Linked DNA regions of Sus scrofa: regions 2 and 3 are each linked to region 1. Evidence: chromatin contacts called from public HiChIP or PLAC-seq data. All regions are on one chromosome and are shown on one strand. Each heading gives the region's core, a stretch centred on a gene start, on an enhancer-like site or on the middle of the called end of the contact. The rest is flanking DNA. Distances are from core to core; before and after follow the strand shown. Region 1 holds the start of ARL14EPL (ARL14 effector protein-like). Region 2 holds the start of AP3S1 (AP-3 complex subunit sigma-1). Region 3 has its middle 52 kb from the start of LVRN.

Evidence for each region. HiChIP or PLAC-seq counts read pairs in DNA pulled down with a chosen protein or histone mark.
Region 2: a contact with region 1 is called in an H3K27ac HiChIP or PLAC-seq map of alveolar macrophages. The contact joins the promoter of AP3S1 here to the promoter of ARL14EPL in region 1. A contact is called at or near these places in 2 of 47 Hi-C or Micro-C datasets (embryonic fibroblasts and subcutaneous adipose tissue) and 2 of 2 datasets of contacts at active chromatin or transcription factors (alveolar macrophages and skeletal muscle).
Region 3: a contact with region 1 is called in an H3K27ac HiChIP or PLAC-seq map of alveolar macrophages. The contact joins the enhancer-like site here to the promoter of ARL14EPL in region 1. A contact is called at or near these places in 17 of 47 Hi-C or Micro-C datasets (adipose tissue, alveolar macrophages, brain and 10 more) and 2 of 2 datasets of contacts at active chromatin or transcription factors (alveolar macrophages and skeletal muscle).

What each region holds. Positions count from the first base shown.
Region 1 is chr2:120,193,056-120,197,608 of Sscrofa11.1, forward strand. It overlaps ARL14EPL (ARL14 effector protein-like), which reads left to right and starts at 1,868. Exons shown (of 4, transcript XM_013995047.2): 1 at 1,868-3,766. It overlaps LVRN (aminopeptidase Q), which reads left to right. Exons shown (of 19, transcript XM_013995045.2): 19 at 1-673.
Region 2 is chr2:119,963,697-119,968,249 of Sscrofa11.1, forward strand. It overlaps AP3S1 (AP-3 complex subunit sigma-1), which reads left to right and starts at 1,843. Exons shown (of 6, transcript XM_021084654.1): 1 at 1,843-2,358. The coding sequence starts at 2,290. ATG12 (autophagy related 12) reads right to left here and starts at 2,006. Exons shown (of 4, transcript NM_001190282.1): 1 at 1,639-2,006. The coding sequence starts at 1,801.
Region 3 is chr2:120,063,739-120,068,291 of Sscrofa11.1, forward strand. No RefSeq gene overlaps it. Among named protein-coding and RNA genes, the nearest start is that of LVRN, 52 kb to the right of the region's middle. Within about 2 kb of position 1,868, at least 11 of the 83 cell types and tissues checked have an H3K27ac peak or open chromatin away from gene starts, as enhancers often do. A contact at or near this core is called in adipose tissue, alveolar macrophages, fetal skeletal muscle and 4 more, where this site is marked.

The DNA.
Region 1 (4,553 bases), core at 618-3,117:
TTTCCTGCTCATTTCTCTCCCCAGTGCCTACTGCATCACACCACTTTTCTGGCTACTGAACTTTATGGTTTCACAAAGAGACCTGGGATCACAGGATCCACGAAGTGCCTTTAGGCTTGCTGTTGTGGAGGCCGGATGGAAAGCAAGGCTCTGCTTGGAGGCTCTTGACTGTGTAATTCACCTGTGGGATGGACACTTTTTCAGCCAAAGTTTAGAAGCAGATACAGTGATGTCAACAGACCATAGCAATTATGGGCTAATCTCCAGCACAAAGGGAAATGGTCAAATAAAGAGAAATGGGACTAAAAGATTAACCAGACAATAATCTTTCCAGCTTTACACTCAGGGGATTCTGTTTGAAATGTGGCTTCATTTGACCAAATTGAATCTGTGTGTCGTTTGGTCAACTTTAAACATTTTCATCAGTCAGAATATATGGAAGCAGCTTAGTTTTGTCACACCTGATGTAATCAGGACTGCTAAGGCAAATCATCTTACTCTAGACTTTGTGTGTATACCATTTAATTCTTGTTTTAATTTTGATTTTGTTTTTTAATTTTGAATTTGAATAGAATGGGGTAAAAGTACAGATCTCCTATCTACCTCAAAGTGATGTTATAAAGATTAAAGAATATGTCAATTAAAAGCCTTTAAATATGCTATATAGACTGAAGATAGTGTGATCTAAGGTGTTTTTTTTTTTTCCAATTTCTTGTGTAAGTTAATGCAGCCTCAAATTGAAATGCAAGACAAAGGTTCACTTTCTTATTCACTTCACAAGAAGATACTCCCGGAGTGGGAACAGGAGGCTATAGGACTTGGCCATGAGGACAAACCGAAGTACACTCTGCACAGACTTGACCATACATCATAGGTCAGAGAGTTTTTTCTTTAAATTTAGCAACTTAAAAGTTAAGCCATAAAATTGTTACACGTGTAACATCTTCCTAAATTTTCTTAAATATCAGCTTCATATTTCCTCTATTTTCTCCAATCTTATCTTTCAATAATCCTGTCATGTATCATCTCACTGCTTTCTCCTCCTCTTTTTCTCTCTTCCAACTATGAGTTTTGTGTCTTTGTTTTTGAAGTATAGTTGACCTACATACAATATGATGTGAGTTCCTGGTACACGGTATAGTGATTCATGATTTATATACATTTCAAAATGATAAGCATGATAGGTCGAGTTGTAATTTGTCACCATACAAAGCTATTCAGAACTATTGACTGTATTCCCCATACTGTACATTTCATACTTGTGGCCTTTATTTTGTAGCTGGAAGTTTGCACTTCTTAATCTCCCTCACCCACTATTCTCTTCCCCATAACCCCCTTCCCTCTGGCAACCACTTGTTTATTCTCTGTATCTATGACTGTGTTTCTATTTTGTTATGTTTGTTCATTTGTCTTATTTTTTGGATTCCACATATAAGTGAACTCATACATTATTTGTCTTTCTGTGACTGATTTCACTTAGCATAATACCCTCTAGGTCCATCTATCTTGTTGCAAAATGCAAAATTTAATTTTTTGTGGCTAGTATTCATTGTATTTGTATACACCACATATTTTTTATCTAATCATCCAATAATGGGCACTTAGGTGGCTTCCATATCTTGGCCATTGTAAATAATGCTGCAATAAACATAGGGATGCATATGTCTTTTCTAATTAGTGTTTTTATTTTCTTTGGATAAATACTCAAGAGTGGAATTACTCAACCATATGGTAGTTCTATTTTTAATTTTTTGAGTACTCTCCATCAAATTAAATATATTATGACACTTCCTTCTGGTCTGCAGAGTAACTGCTGAAAAGTCAGCTGATAGCCTTATGGGAGTTCCCTTGCTTGTAATGTGTTGCTTTTCTCTTGCTGCTTTTAATATTCTTTCTTTTTCTTTTCTTTTCTCTTTTTCTTTTTTTGGCTGTGTGCACAGTATGAGGAAGTTACTGGGCCACAACAGTGACAAGGCCAGATCCTTAACCCACTGTATCACCGGGGAACGCCTGCTATTATTTCTTTAGCTTTAATTTTTGTCTTTTTAATTACGGTGTGTCTTGGTGTGGTCCTCTTTGGGTTGACCTATTTGGAACCCCTTGTGCTTCCTGGACCTGTATATCTGTTTCCTTCTTTTAGCTGTTATATTTTCACATGTGTCCACTTCTCCTTTCTCTCTCTCTCTCCTTCTGGGACCCCTATAATGTGAATGTTGGTATGCTTGATGTTGTCCCAAAGATCTCTTAAACTGTCCTCATTTTTTAAAATGATTTTTTCTTTTGTTCTCTTCAGCTTGAGTGACTTCCACTACTCTGTGTTTGCTGAACCATTCCTTTGTACATCTAATCTATTGTTGATTCTTCCTAGTATTTTTTTTATTTCAGTTATTGTATTCCTCAGCTGTTTGCTTCTTCTCTACATTTTCTAACTCTTTGTTAAACTCCTCATTGTGTTCATCCATTCTTCTCCTGAGTGTTTGAGTATCATTATGATTATTACTTTCAACTCTTTGTCAGTTACATTGTGTATCTCCACTTCTTTTAGTTCTTCCTCTGGGGTTTTATCTTTTTCCTTCATTTGGAACATATTCCAAATACGAAGGCTCAGAAAACAGCCTAATTCAATGTTTTTATTTTTATGTATTTGGAATGTTGGTTATGTTTCCTGATCTTGAAGAAGTGGCTTTATGCAGTATATATCCTATGGGCCCCAGAAGCTCATTCACCTCTGGTCACCAGGGCTATATGCTCTAGATGCTCTCTATGTGGGCTGCCTGATCCTTCTGTTGTGGCAGGCTGACTACCCAGGCTGCAGTGGTAAGCATGGCTGGCCCCCAGTCTGGTTGGTTGTCAGGCCCTGCCTTGTATGGGGGTTTCTGGCCCTGGTGGGTTGGGGCTGGGTCTTGACATGGCTGGCTACATGGCCAGGGGAGTCCCAGTGTTGGTGACTGCTCACTGGTGGGCAAGGCTGGGCCATAAGGCTGCTAGCTTCCAAGCCCAGGGGGATCCTAGAGCTAGTACTGACCCACTGGTGGGTGGGTCCAGATCTCAGGGTGGCTGGCTGCTAAGTCAGTGTTCCTGGAGCCTGTTCAGCCTGCTGGTGGGTGGGGCTGTGGTTGCAGGGTCTGGGGTGTCCCAGAACTGGTGTCATTATGCTGTCAGGCAAGTCTGGGGCCCAAAATATCATGGAACGGTGCTAGCCTGCTGGTGGATAGGCCAGGTCTTGACACAGCTGGCTGTGGGACCTCAGTGGTCCCAGGGCTTGTGTCTGCCCATTTGTGTGCACGGCTGTGGGCAGAAGGTCCCTAGGCTGGTTTCTGCCCTTTGGTGGTTGAGGCCAGATCCCAGGGCTAATGCTGGCCCAATGGTAGGCAGATCCAGTCCTGGGGTCTCTAGCTGTGGGGCCCCAGGAGTCCTAAAGTTGGTATTTGCTCACAGGTGGGAGGGACTAAGGCCCCTCTGATGGGTGCATTTGTCACAAGAGTCCCAGGGGCTGGTGCCAGCCATCTGATGGGTGGGGCTGTGTCCGGCATGGCCAAGGTTCAGAAGAGCCTTCAGCAGGCTGCCTGCTAATGGGTGGGGCTGTGTCCCTCCCCAGCTAGGTGCTTGGCCTGGGGCATTCCAGGTCTGGTGCTGGCTGGCTGGTGGGTGGGGCCAGGTCCCCGCCCTGAAGGGAGGATTCTGAAATGTCGTTTTTACCACCACCAGTGTCCTCGTGGTTGGATGAGCTCCCACAAATGGCTCCTTCAGCTTCTGTGTCTCCTGGGTGAGTCCCAATCTCCCCCTGCCTCTCCAAGAGGCTCTCCAAGATCAGCAAGTGGTCTGACACGGTTACGTTTCAAATGACTGTTTCTGCCATGGGTCCCAGGGAGTGAGATTTTGTGTGGGCCCTTTAAGAGGGGAAACTATTCCTCTTCCGGCTCTCCCTAAAAGTAAGTGCCACTGGCCTTCAAAGCCAAATGTCACAGGGGGTTGCCTTCCCAGTGCAGGACTCTGTGGCTGGGAAGGCCACTGTGGGGCTTAGACCCCTCACTACTTGGAGAGAACTTCTCCAGTTGTGTCTCACCTTTGTGGGACACCAATGGCGGGGGGTGGAGGTTGGGCTCTGGGAAGCTGGTGCTGGTTTTGCTCAGGGGACAAATTGGGCTGGCCCAGGGGGCTGTGGATAGGGATAGGGGTGGGCATTCTGAAAATTGGAATCCAACAGCTACTGACAAGAGGAAGGGCTGAAGTGCTGCTGGTAGAAACGAGAGGCAAACAGGGAAGTGTAAGCTCCTTTTCTCCTCCTCCAGTCTTCCCTTGACCCTCAGCGCCCCCTGTTGGCAGAACTTGCAAAATCGAAATGTGGTTTGTAGAGAGGCTCAGTCCCAACACCACACAGCTGAGAACAAAAATGTGGATTTGAAACTGAAGGATAATGGCGTAATAACCAACTCAGGTCATTTTAGTTATGCTGATTTTAACACACAGGGAAACAGTGGCTTGGTCCAACTCATTTAGTGCTAAACCCGATTTACTTTGGGCTTTTCTTTTACCTGTCAGCCTGGGACATG
Region 2 (4,553 bases), core at 593-3,092, 230 kb before region 1:
GTTTAGAGAATGAAAAATATTTATTATAACTCTATTTTTTAACTTCTAAAGGTTACTTATTGGTGTATCTCAACTGTAGCTACACATCAGACCCAAATGGGGGAACATTTACAAGAACACAGATGTCTACATCAATTAAATCAGAATCTTCTGGAGGTAGCACCTTGACACCGATATGTTCAAAAGCTCCCCCTGGTGATCCTAATGTGCCATCACAACCAGCAAACTTCCTCACCTTCACTAATCTGAAAATTAAACCAAAGGTAGAACATATGAAATATTTAAGGTTTCATCAGAAAAGGTCCTCAAAAAACGACAATAATTTCAGGGTAGAAATTCAACAACTACAAATAAGTTTTATATCACAGAGCCTAAATGCTCCCAGGAACTAGAAAATGAAAATTTGATTTTTAATTGATGGCTAAAAAACATAAATTGTGCAGACTTAAGGAAACATTATACATAACTCCAGGCCATATCTGGGAGGTGGGTCATTACTTTTAGCCACTGTTTTACACAAAAGCCTTCACGGTCAAGTACATAGTAAGCTGTTGACTAAGACTGCTAGATACTAAGACAAACCCTTTGAAAGTCTGTTCCTGCTTATAGTAAACTGATAGGAAAAAGGGGTAACCACAATCTATAAAATTAAGGGGATTCATTTAAAGAAAGATTCTAGCAGTTAGCCACATAACTAATCATAGGTTTCTATTTCTCTACTGGTGCATCATGTGGAAATAACTGAACAGATTTCCACCAAATGTAGAGGCAGTGTGATTTAAAAAGGGGACCGTGCTAGGAGAGACAATTATCCTCCCTAGCAGCAGAAAGTGAGGTTGGATGAAAGGGCATGGGATCACTAAGCACAACGTAGGATACCTACACTTTAATAAGACTCTGGTCTGAGAAAGCCTGTCTCATGGCCAGGGTCAACCTCTTTCAACAGGGGATGTTGATTTCCTGCTTTTCTCAGCAACTCTACAGAGTGTCCCATTTAGGAATTTCTGTATTTTACAATGGTGAACTAATTCTCAAGAAATAAAGGCTGAAGACAGCTAGTTCAAGCAATGAAATGATTCATTTACAAGCGTTCCAAAAAGGTGTTTTGCTTTGTTCTGTTTATTTAAAAGAGTGATGCCTATGCCTTTAATTCTCTCTTAGCATTCTTCATACTGGGTAAATCTCCCGTTTTTGGTCCAATTCACACTAACTGATTAAAACACAGCAACCTAATCGGAAGGTGTGGATTTTAATTGATTTACCACTGACCATCCCTATCACCTAAAATCATTACTCAAATTATTAGGTTCCTCATTAAGCATCTGGAACTACTGAGGTCCCAATGAGCGCCCACCTTCCGATAGCTCACGGTCTGCCCGATTCAAAGGAAGATGCGAGCACAGCATACTAAATGCTGTGGCACTCATGTGCGTCCAGAGATAGCTTCCTGAAAGGCACTCAAGGCAAACGTCTTAAAAGCCGAAAAGTATACTTCCTCTCTCCTGCTCAAAAACCTCGTCTTGAGCCGGCCCTGGTCTGGAACCCGCCCTCCTCTAATTTTCATTAGCTGCCATCCCTACTTGAACTGTAAGGAAGGCTTAAGCTTCTCTGCCCAAAGTGAAACTTCTCGAAAATTACTTTTTTTCTTGGTGTCACCGGCAGGTTCTTCTGTTCCGGGGGAAACTGAAGCGGAAGAAGGGGGTTCCGGAGTGGCAGTTTCTGGGGAGACCTCCGTAGGTCCATCGCCCTCAGCAGCAGTTGCGGGCGGGAGCTGCAGCGCAGACTCCGGCTCCTCTGCCATCTTGCACCGAGAGAGGTGAGGGCGGAAGTGGTCGCTCCGCGCGCGTCGTGGGCGGGCTTTGAGCTGGTGAGAGTCGCTAGGAAGGCGCCGGAGTAGGCGGGTATCCAACCTACTACGAAAGTCAGTATTGCAGCCTGGTCCCCTATGTCCAACCTGCTGCAGTCTTCTGACCGTTGATAACGCAACTGCTTCCCCCAAGACAACAAATCTCCGGAAATGTTCGGTGAGCAACGGCCCCACGAGCTGCCGAATGCGCAAGCGCCGCTTTGCTAGGCGCTCCGGCCTGAAGCTGTTTCCGCTTCCCTCCGCGCTGGCCCCGCCCAGGCCCCGCCCCACCCAAGCCCCGCCCCGCAGCCTGGAGGCGCGCGCGCGCGCGCGCGTGCGGGAGGGGGCGGGTGGGGAAGGATCGCCAGAGAGATCCGAGGCGAGCCTCGCGCGCCCGCCCCCGCCCTGGCCCCCAGCTCCCACCCGGTGGGCCCGGCTCAGCCATGATCAAGGCGATCCTCATCTTTAATAACCACGGGAAGCCGCGGCTCTCCAAGTTCTACCAGCCCTACGTGAGTACCCTGCCGCCGCCAACCCGGGCGAGGGGGAGTCGTTGGCTGCCGGCTGCGCCCTCAGGGCGACCCCCTCAGGCGCGCCGCGGCCCTGCTCGCGCCCTGGCCGTCTCGCGCTCGCGGCTGTCAGCCTCCGGGTGGGTGTGAGCGAGGTGCCCACTTCCCGCCGCGCTCCCTTCCTCCGACGTGGCTCTGTCCAGGCGGCTCCTCCGCCCGTCTGTGGGCTGGGTGGTTTCCTGGCTGAATGGGCGAGGCTCTGGAGACTTCCCGGTGCTGGGCCGAAGCCGGTCTGGCATCCGCAGCCCACCTGCGCCGCGAGCCCACCCGGCGCTCTCGCCTTTCCGCTGCCCGCGGCTTGTGTTAGCCGCCCAGGGAGACCGAGCGGGGCCGGTTGCCTCGCAGCCCCACCTCCCTGAGTTCCAGCCTTTCCTGGTGGACTTCTTTCTCTTTTCCTGTGGGCTCATGGGCTACTGCTTTTCGCCGTAATCCTCTCGTCGCGCAGGAACTTTGGCTTCCTGCGTTGGAGACCTGCACGCTCTGTATAGTCTCTCCTGTTAGGCTGCCATACGTGATACACTGCCCACTGTGGCTTTCAGGTGTCTCCTTTTAAAGGAAAAAGATAAGTGAGGACTTAACGTTTTCCTGTGGCTGTTCCCCTTGGTGGCTACAATTTATTTACTCTTGGAATAACTGGCGACCATTGTATTTGACCGATTAGAACTGTGATTCTATATCTCAAAGTTAGAATTTCAGCGGCTGGTTTGGCATTTGTCTACGTAAGGGAATTTTCCCTAATTTATAGCTTTTCTGCTACTTACGAGAAGTAGTAATATTAAACTCTTTTAAACGGGTACATACTGTTGAAAAATGCAGAAGGTTTCAAGGTGATGACGATAAGTTATCATTGGTTGAGGGAGGGTCATAGACAGGTGTGCGTATCTGAGGGCAAAATCCACCACGAGGTAAAACATGAAATTGGACTCTGTGGTAGGAATAATGTAGAGATATACCTATGTGTGGTGTTGGGGCATTTTGCTTAGAGCCAAAAATAAACTTTCAGTTAAATATTGAAATTGTGCCAAGGCTAACACTTTTATGCAGATAAATCCCAGATGGAAATCATTCCTGCCATTAAAAATTGAATGTGAAAATGTCACTTTGCCTAAAAACGATAATGCAGTCTGTGGAGGTGTTAGTTGAAGTGAGAAATCTTGAGCTCATTCCTCATTTCCTTAAGTAGTTTGCTTTTGCTGGCAATAAAGAATATTTTCCACTACTCTTGTTTGGTTTTAATTTAAACAATAAACATAATTTAAACAATAAAGCTCTAAAAAGTCCATATCATTCTTTAATCCAGGATACAATTCTAGTTGATTCTTGAGTGGAAAAAAATCCCCTTGAGTTTACATTGTTACCCGTTTGCTTAAAATATAGTACTAGCCTTTACTGAAGGAATCTTTTCTTTTAGCCATTTTGCCTCTGCCATCCATTTGCAGTGTAGAAGTGGTATGTTCCAGTAGTGAAGCAAGAAAATGTGTTTTTTTATATTTCTGCTTAATAATTAAGCAACATTCAAGGTAATAGGTTTCATGGCTATGCCATAATATCAATATAACTACTCCTGTTAGCATAGAATTTAACTTAACCACATGCAGAGAAATGTATTGAATTTGGAAATCCGGAAACACATCTTTCTCTTGGAACAGAAATATATTTTACCTTTACTCAGTAGGTAGCAGTGAAGGTTAATATGGGAAGAGACAATTCTTGCAGCAGTGGCAGCTCTGGTGTCATTTTTAGCCATTGCTAAATGAGAGTGTTACTGGGGGCAGAGAGCTGAGATGTAAAAAGGGGAATCTAGTGGTCACTAGATGTGTGGAAATGGGGATGCCAGGAACTGTAATTAGTCTTTTATAAATTGAGTTTTGCCAAGTTTATTTTTGTCATTCAGGAGTAATTTAAGATTATATATTTGCTTCCTCTGCTAGAGCATAACCTGTTTGAGGTCAGAAATTTTTTTCATTCCTTTATTCTATGAGTTAGTTTGCCAACAAATATTGATTTCAGGCCTACCATGTGTAGGCAGTATTTTAAAATTTGGAGATGAACAAATGGATAACTTGTGTTCTTTCAGCAGGGGGATAGGCAAAGCTAATAAGCAGAATATATGCCATGCCACATAATAATCAGTGCTG
Region 3 (4,553 bases), core at 618-3,117, 130 kb before region 1:
TTAGCACTGGAAGAAACATTCGACAAAAAGAAAAATACTCAAAATCACTGAGTCCAGTCCCCTCATGCTGCAGATGAGGAAAAGGGGATATGCATACTCAGTTTTTTTGTTTTGTTTTTTTGTTTTTGTGTCTTTCTGTCTTTTTAGGGCTGCATCGGCGGCTTATGAGGTTCCCAGGCTAGGGGTCTAATTGGAGCTGTTGCCACCGGCCTACACCAGACTCAAGATGCATCTGCGACCTCCACCACAGCTCATGGCCATGCCGGATCCTTAACCCCCTGAGTGAGGCCAGGGATCGAACCCGTAACCTCATGGTTCCTAGTCAGATTGGTTTCTGCTGCGCCAAGACGGGAATGCCCCCATCCTCAGTTTTAAGGAAACCTAATAAACCCAATTCTGCTTACAAAACAAATAACTCAGGAGGTGATATTAATTTTATAAAAATGATCCGATGCAGTATTCCTCTAAATGTGCTCCCCATATGCTCTTAAAGTATGATTCAAGTTACAGCAATATCATTTACACACAGCCTTTAGGAATTTAGCAGACCACATTCCTGGAATGTCTTCTGTGTGCCAAGCTCTGTGCTAGGTGCCCTAAGCATTGTAGAAATAGACCTCAGCTCCACTGTAAAGTAACAGAAGATGTTGAAAACATTTACCCTGAAAGCTGACACTCCTCAGTAAACATACAAAACAGACTGAGTTTTCAGCAATCATCAGAGTCCAGCGACAGCAACAACAACTGGGGTCTGAATCTCACTTCCATTGCCTGGAGTCCTCATCTTCCTCCCAGATTTCTCTGCTTTTCTGTACACCAGGCCGAGAGCCCACAAACATCTGGCTAAAACTAGTCAAGTGTTCACATACGTGGATTTCCAAGGGAAAAAACCAACTCAAACAGAAATGAACGAGAAAGGAGAAAATATTAAAATTCTTCTAAATGTTTTACTCTTCCACTGGCCTGCATTTTGAGTTTCTTTTTTTTTTTTTGTCCTAGTGCTTTAATTCCCCCAGATTACTGAAACTGATACAGTCTGGATATAAACATGACTCTACTGTTTGTCTTCTCAGGAGTATGTTAAGGTTTTACTAGCAAAGTGTTAAAGCCTCCCTAAGTGCCAGTCAACTCTCTTCTGACAGCCCTGCCCTGGAGCAGGTATTTGTCTATAGACAGTCACAGGCTGACAGAGTTCTTGAAGAATTTGTAACCAGCAGACCAACTCTAGGACTAGGACTGAAATGAAAAGGAAACCTCATTTAATCCTTTGTGTATGGCATCAACACAGCTGTGTGCAGGTCAGTGGTATCATTCATGAAGTGTTGATAACTGGGACAGAGATGATAAAAGTCACATGTTACTTATACCACGCCAGTGGCACCCCTGAGGCAGTTAGGGTAATGGAAAGATCCAGACAGATCCAACAGGAGTTTGACGGAGATTCAATTCAAGTGTTTATAAATAAAACACCTCGACACACTTCAGAATCTGTAGGGGCAGCCATTTTTCTTTTTGAGTGTTTGTCCACGTTTAACATTTGAAGTAGCCTTGGAAAAAATCAGGCTAGAAGAGAAACAAAACCCAATATCAAAAACAACTTATGAAAGGGAAGAAAAGTCAAAGTGAATTTTGATTTCTAAAGACGCTGTGTTTCTGGCCAGAGGAAATAACACACATTTTGCCCTTTGGCTTCATGGAATCCAGACTGGCCCCAGAGACAGAGGGAACAGATGTGGGAGCTTCCTCCTGGGTTGTGTGGCCAGACTTAGAGCCTTTGGAATCCCCAGCTGTAATTCTCTGAGAGGTGGGAGCTGGCCACGTCCTTCGATGGTGCGTGTTGTCATTCAGAGGTGGGGTGTGGAGCCTCGGCTCTGCTCCTGGTGTAAACAGGACAGAAAAGGGCGGTGTGTTCCTGCCAGGCCTATGTCCTAGTATGTCCCTTAGTAAATTCTGCCACTTCTGGGAAGACTTTCAATTTGGCCTCGCCCATTCCCTCCCTCTTCCTGTCAGTCAGACCTGCTTTCCTCGCCCCGCAGAGAAACCCCCCTTGGCTTTTTCTAGAAAAGTTGATGTACAGCTCTTATTTGTGTGTCTGGCCCACATCCACATGCCCTAAGTGGTTTAGAAATCTTGGTAAGTTTGAGGGGAAGTTAATGAAACACCAACGAACCACCCTAACATTTCACAACCAGGCTGGACTCACAGAATGCCAATGTAAAATGAATTAAAATGTCAAGAATGAGACTTAAAAAACAACCAACTGTGAGAACATTGACATCACATGTGGAAAGCATAGCGGTCTGTTTGACTTCTTTTAGAAGAAGCCTACAATCAAAGAGATGCTCATAGCTACTAGCACACTGGAGCAGGGAGAGAAGCAGCAGGAGAGGGGAACTGTCAGCTTGAGCGTTTCATCGCCATTCATCTCAAGAAGAGCTCTCGGGGAGTTCCTGTTGTGGTGCAGTGGAAACGAATCTGACTGGTATCCATGAGGATGTGGGTTAGATCCCTAGCCTCGCTGGGGATCTGGCATTGTCATGAGCTATGGCGGAGGTCACAGACATGGCTTGGATCCTGTGTTGCTGTGACTGTGGCCTAGGCCGGCAGCTGTAGCTCCAATTCAACACATGAGCAGGTTCCTAGCCTGCTCAAAAAAAAAAAAAAAAAAAAAAAAAAAAAAGGAAAAAAAAGGAGAGCTCTCAGATAGGAATCTCAATGTAGTTATCTGAGCTGATTCTTATAATAATAATAATGATTTATATAAGTCCTGTTGCACTTAGGTTTCAATTGCTTTGAGACTGTAAGTTATAGGAGATCAGAGACTGAATCTTAGACTTCTGTTTTCTCTGTCAATGCCTAGGTCACCCTAGCAATTCATTGCAGGTGTTCAATACAGAATGGAGCATTGAATTACTCACACCGCTAAAATAGCCCTAAATAAGATTCTTCTTCTCCAGTCCCCTATTAAAGCAGGTGCTAACTCTCCTGAAAAGGTAGTCCTCTTTCCTCTTATATGTCCCTGGAAGTGAGAGACAGCACCCCACGGTGCATTTGGGCCTGATAATCAGTTTGCATGCAGGGGTGGGGTGAAGCTGATGGTGCAAATACTGACATGCCTCTATACTGTTGGAAACTAGGCACGGCTGCAAGCCTCCAAATGTTTCTATCTGCCACCCAGGCCCCACCCCTGGGACTCCCAGACCTCTTCATCATCTGTATCATCTGAATCAGTTGGCTAGAACTGCTATAACAAAATGCCACAAGCTGGATGGCTTATACACACAAATTTATTGTCTTATGGTTCTGGAGGCTAGGATTCTAAACCTGACATCAAGGTGTTGGCAGGCTTATGCTCTCTTTGAAGGTGCTCAGGGCAGGATCTGTTCCAGCCCTTTCCTCCAGCTCCTGGGAATTTTCTGATAGTCTTGCTTGGCTCATAGACATGCTGCTCTGATGTCTGCCTTCATGTCACTTGGTGTCCCCCTGTGTGAGGGTCTGTGTTCAGATGTCCCCATTTCATAAGCACACTGGTCATATTGGAGTAGGTGTCTACTCCAGGGTAATCTCATTTTAACTAAATATATCTATAATGACCTGATTTCTAAATAAGGTCACATTCTGAGGTACTGAGGATTAGGACTTAAAGATATGAATTGGGGGAAGGACACAATTCAACCCATAACATAATTTATCAACTAAAAGTCAACTCCTGGTACAAGAGGAGAATACTAGGACTCACTCTAGTCCCTCATCGATTCTGATTTGTCCATCCATGTGATGTAGTTCTGGGTAAATACTTCAATATTTCCTTGCTCCCAAGTTCATTCAGTGTTGATATATTGCTTGGCTTACCAAGAGGTGTTTATAATAGTTTTGTTCCACCTTTGGGTAATACTGGGAAAGCTACAGATCAGTGTAGGAGTAGTTCTAAGCCAGCTGCATGCTTAGAATTCCATGTTTCTATTTTACCAGCTGGTGAAGCAGAGGTACCAGTGGATCTGCCTAACCCCCCTCCCCAGGGTCTAAGGAAAACCAGAGCTTTGGAAGCTAACAGCAGCATGCTGGAGGAGATTCTTACAGGCTAGAGACTTTTGACATCCAGCCATGGGAAGGGGTCTCTGAGTTCTTGGTCTGTTGGGATAAGCCAGGGTGGCACATCTTAAATGGTAGAAGGGAGGCCTGCAGGAAGTGAAGAACTGTGCAGAGCAGCGAGACATTGGTAACCCTCTCAGCCTCTGGCAAACTAAGGATCTCGAACCGAGAGCTATTTATTGAGTTCCCATTTCCTTCCATGCAAAGTCAGGGTCTACCAACCAGTATAAAATTCCTCTATAGGAGTTCCCATCATGCTGTAGCAGAAATGAATCTAGGAAATGAATCCGACTAGGAACCATGAGGTTGTGGGTTCGATCCCTGGCCTTGCTCAGTGGGTTAAGGATCTGGCATTGGCCTGAGCTGCGGTGTAGGTTGGCAGCTACAGCTCTGATTAGACCTCTAGCCTGGGAACCTCCATATGCCACAGCTGGGGCCCTAAAATGACAAAAAAGATGAAA